Regions from separate parts of the Gossypium hirsutum genome. Here region 2 is linked to region 1. A link is a contact called in public Hi-C data. All regions are on one chromosome and are shown on one strand. The core of a region is the stretch at or near the end of the contact, and the rest is flanking DNA. Distances in the headings are between cores, read along the strand shown.

Region 1 (2,700 bases), core at 17-2,516:
GGATCCTTATCCTGTACCTTTGCTTCTTTTGGTGCACATGTATGATGTCACAGACCGTACGATCTATAAAACTTGCTTTGCTCTCAAAAATAAACTGTGCCTTTATATATAAACCTTAGGCTTGAAGTATATAGCAGAGAAACATTAAAAAAAGTTTGGGTGGTCTTCACATAAACCAAAGACTCAACATAACGTTCTAACTTCAAACCAAGTGAGATGAAGATAAAGTCAATACTAATTATAAGATAGAACGCACCAGAAACGAGTGATCTAAGACAACTGAGGAACTGTGAAACCTCTTCTAGAGAGCAAGCTAATTTCCATTAGTTCGAATCAAAAAACGACCACCATGATCTATCCTAACTAAGAAATTGTATGTTAGATTTGAATCCGGCTGTGACTTTTTTTAACAAGATTTCTTTTTTCCGTTTAACTTCAATTGCCAATAAGGGCTAACGCCATCAAGTTTCAAAGTGCCTCTCATAACATTATTCTACTTATATTACACATAGATAATAAAATAATACAATCATTCAGAGTTCATGTTAAGCTTCTTAAACCAAATCAGGAACGCATCCAAGAAAAGAAAAAGTTAAAACTTCAAATTTTTTGTTAGAGAAAAGTGGAGGCGGTAACCACCAATAAACCAATTTCTCCCGCCGAGGTCTTAGAAACATGCAAAAAGGTAACTCCATCACATCTTAATCAACTGATAACTACTCCAATAGCTAAAAAGTGATTCAACAAGAAATCATAAAATTTTAAACATAACAAAAGAAAAGAAAACTTACGGTTGGTGAAAATTGTCGATTGAGAAAGATCCAGATGCCAAAAAGAGGAGAAGAACCGAAACAACAAAGACCCAGTGAGAAATATCCATTATTAGCAAAGATCCTATTGTTCAAATGCAGATAGAATGGTGAAGGTGCGTGCCAAGAGAGTTCTGCTGCACTACAAAAAAAAATGAAGAAAGTGGAAAGGAAGTCACAAGTGCAGAATTGAAATTATGGTGAGGGTATGTTGTGGTTAAGAAGGATAGAAGGTCAAAAGTTTACTTGGCTTGGTTCTATTGGTGGGTTAACACAAATGTACATCTCGTAGGTTTTTTCAACTTAGCGTCAAGCGGTCCAGACAGATCTGGGAAGTTGAAGCTCTAAGTTAGCCTACCACCGTTTTCATCTTCCGAGCCTTTTATTTTCTTTTACAAACAAAAAATTTTGGTTTCCAAAATTCACACTTTTTTTTTTGCTTTATTTATCATTGATTGGGTCGAGTTTTTCACTGTATTGCTATGTTGAACTTAATTATAAATATAGAGTTTTAAGCTTGTCTAGATTCCATTGGATGATGAAAAGTAATATGATTTTTGTTTTTTTGTTCTTTTTTTTTTCATAGTCAATTTGAAAATTTTCAACAATTCTGAGTTTGTCAATATAAAACACACGCAAAATGATCACAAGAACACACATTATTTTAAAATTTTTAATCGGTTGTACTTAGTTTTATATATAGTAGAAATAAAAGAAGGTTGGTATATTAGTGCATTTTTTTTAAGGGAGAACTACAATGATAGGGTAGAGCCTAAACAACTAATACGATCAGTGCGACTCAAATTTAGGCTACATTTAGGACAATGAATATTATTGACCATCAAACCATCACGTAAAATTCATTAGTGTCACTTTAAATGGAAAAAAATATAAGGGTTGAAATTAAATTGGAATAAAAAGCCCATGATTAATCCAAAATAAAATCTAGTGTAACATAATAAGTGATCAGTTTAAGGTCCACCCGAACTCCATATATTTATGTTTGAATTGAACTGACAGGTTTTTTTTTTCTCCAGCTTTAGGTCTTCTTTCTTGGTTCAAAACTCCATGAAACAAGACAAGCACTTTCAACACACTAATTGTAAGCACGATGAGTGTAGGCTTCTATCTTATATCGTGTTCAATGTTGATTTGAACCTATAGAGGGAACCATTTAGTATTTTGTTGATTTTTTATGTAAGCAATTACACTTAATATTCCATTTGTTTCGTTAAGTATATTTAGGCATTGTCAATGCATTAGCAGAAGCTAATGTTTGAGTGTTTTATTAGCATGACTTCTAAGCCTAAATCGTTGTTTAATAATAATAAAATATTTGTATAACTATTTTGTAATATTTCTTACTGAAGTTAAACTAATAACTCGAGTAAAGAATGCCTATTTAGGCACTAAGTTTAATAAATAACAATTATCCATATTTACCTTGAACATTTTCACTTGATTTCAAGTCATCAAGCACCTATAACACCATTTTTCTATTTCAATTAATTATTTATCAATATACATGACACTCAAAATCCATCATTTGTCTTCACAATTCACAATTCACAATTCAAAACACCTTGTTAATGATGAGATGTGATCCATCTAGTTTAAACAAAACATTTACCTCCCAAGCATTATCTCCGCATTATATTTTAAAAACATGTTAAGCTTCTTCAAAATTTAGTAAGTACTTACATAAATTTTAATTCTAATTAAATATTTAATAATATATTAAATTTTTATAAATGAATTTTTAAAAAGTATTATTACATAATACATAATCTTAGAATTTTACTTACCACTAATTATTACATACTTTGTTCGGGGACTTATTCTTTATTTACTACACCACCTTTATTTGACTTTTTTCTTATACAAATGCTCT
Region 2 (2,700 bases), core at 172-2,671, 290 kb before region 1:
TTTAGAAATGGCGAGTTTTTATGATCCAAAGACAGTTCAACTCCGACATGAGAGTAACTCCAGGGCAACCTCTCAGCCATCTTCATCAACAATAGTGGCACGTTTTCGTTGAAGAACAATCCTGGGGATTTAGGGACTATGTCATGCACATTCACCACCCTCAACACTTTAACTCCCAGCACTTCCATCCGTTCCTTGAACCTCACGTTACCTACCCTAGGACCCGAAAAGGAAAACACGCTCACTGGGACAGCTCTGCTATCTTGCAGCACATTTAGACCCGTTTCCACGATATCATATGCGCTGAGAATTGCCAAGGCACTGCCTAAACTGTGACCAGTTATTGTTAAGCTTAGCTCTTCAAGCTGGTAGATTTCGAGTAACCTTTTCACTTCGGTTAAAATTTGTTCCCTCGCTGAGAACTTGCAGAAGCGGCAATTCACATCTTTGTCGGTGTAGAGATCGAGGAAGCCTGATTCTACTTTTACTGTTGAATCGGGGCATGGGATTTTGTTCGAAGAAATGGGTTTGAGGAAATCCATTAAATCCGCAATCCACTCCAGGCGGGTCACGGTTCCCCTCCAAGCGACGACGATGTCGCGACGGCCTAAGCGTTTGGATATTTCGTCGTTGGAAACAGCGACGTAGCCTATCCAATTCGCACTCTTGCTCCACACTTTGGGCCACCGAGATTTCTTGAAAAAATTGGGAAGGTTAATGTTGGATGTTGCGAAGATGTACCTGGAGACCACGTAACCATGGTCCGCCATGGCTAGGGAGTCAAAGAACTGACGGGGCGTGAACCTGCAACTTCCACAGTATTTGGAAAATGGGTCGAAATCGAAAGCATCGTAACAGGCTTGTGCCATCTCGCCATATCGAATCAGCTCCGACCGTAGAAGAGGGTCCATAGGATCTAACATCCCAACCCAGTCATCCACGCCATGGATTTCTCTCCATACATCCGCCACTCGTCTTTCTTCTCGTGTTTCCTTGTCGAGTTCGTCGATGGAAGAGAACAAGGAGCCGCTTGTTTTAGACGAAACCCTAGGCATCCTAAGCGACCTTGTGGCAAATCCCATACTTGTAGTACGTTGAAGCTGAGGTTCCCGGCCTGAAAACGACACCGGACGGCATTTTTCAGACGGAAAAACCTGATGAGCAATGGAAAGAAAGGTTTTGGATAGAGAAATGGCCATTGAAGGTAGCAAGCTTTGGATGAAACGGGGGAGGTTTTAATATGTAGGATAGAGGTGAGCTTTAACTATTTTGGTCAATGGTGTTGGTGAACTTTAACTAGTTTTAGGTTTCAAGAAAGTTCTCGGCATCATCAAGTTTCATGCAAATAAATATATCATGTGATACCTTCAACCATTTCTGTATTTGTATTTTCTTTGAGAAAGGACGGAACTCCCTTTCAGGAAAATTTTTCATTTAGTCTAGCACGGAACACCCTTCCAGGGACCGCCCTCCCAACGCGTAAATCTTTCGTCCGTGAATTGGCCTCATCCATGACAAGTAAACTTCAAATTTTGTTTTAGGTATAAAGCACTTAATGAACATCAGTTTTTTAAATAAAAAAATTAAAATATTCTCAAATAATTTAATTTAATTACAGAATAATATTTTTATAAAATTTTAATTGAATTAAAATATTAACTACAAACCTCATAGTTGTACCTAAACCTAAACATATTCATAGTTTAAGTTATTCACTCAAGTTCAAAGACTTGTTCTAAAAGCGAGAAGATTTGAATAAAAATATATAAGTCTAAAAAGTGAACTTGAAAAAGAAAATAAGACCCGTTTTTTAAATGGGTCGAGCCTCAAGTGAAATTTTTAGTCTTCCCCAAATCAACAATGTAATTACAATGTGTACTACCAAACATGACATAGGAAATTACAATATAATTACACTTTGTTATTAAAACACATTTGAAGAATTACAATTCTTTATAACTAAAACAAAGTATAATTATTACTCTAATAATTAAATTTTTATTCAATTACTCCCTACAGTACAAATATACTCTAAATTTTGTATACAAATTCTACCTACCATTGAGGATGGGCTAATTCAAATCGATATTGAGTAGTGCTTTTTTATTTCTGGGTGCTTCTAGCCCGTACTTATAAAATAGATTATGTATAAGTTAAAGATAGATATATGTAAACAAGTATATAAAGAGTAAGAAATTGAACACATATTCTTGCAAGTTGCAGTGTAAACATATATAATTCAATACAATGCTATGTATATACATTATTAAATTTAACGCAACTATATATCACTATAAAATTTATAATCACTTTTTAAATATCACCAACACCTTTTTCTTTTCCTTGTTTAAAATTTAAAGTCAGTTTAATAAAAAAATTAATATAATATTAAGTATTAAACCAAAAAAAAAAGAGAGTAAATCTCATTGCTGGAAAGAAAATCTAAAACAGACCTTTTACCCATTTTATTCAATTTTTTCTTTTACCAATTAACTATATTTTTTCAATTTTCAACTATTCTGACCAATCTAATTTTCTTTCAACTTGAACAATATACTAAATAACTAAGCGTACATAATGACTTGGACTTATTTATCAAAGATCGATAATGACAGGACGATTGAGGAAAAATAAGATTCAAAGTGGTTGATGCATATAATAATTGAACTGTAATTTATATTTTTATTAAAATTTTAAATT

Evidence for each region. Hi-C and Micro-C count contacts between places; a contact is called where the count stands out from the background.
Region 2: a contact with region 1 is called in a Hi-C map of leaf, with 2.1 times the contacts expected there. The contact joins the promoter of LOC107923984 here to the promoter of LOC107924030 in region 1. A contact is called at or near these places in 2 of 34 Hi-C or Micro-C datasets (both in leaf).

Annotation. Positions count from the first base shown.
Region 1 is chrA11:14,584,651-14,587,350 of Gossypium_hirsutum_v2.1, reverse strand. LOC107924030 (guanylate-binding protein 5) reads right to left here and starts at 1,266. Exons shown (of 18, transcript XM_016854285.2): 1 at 1,056-1,266; 2 at 792-946. The coding sequence starts at 880.
Region 2 is chrA11:14,879,714-14,882,413 of Gossypium_hirsutum_v2.1, reverse strand. It overlaps LOC107923984 (phospholipase A1-Igamma1, chloroplastic), which reads right to left and starts at 1,421. Exons shown (of 2, transcript XM_016854217.2): 1 at 1-1,421. The coding sequence starts at 1,199.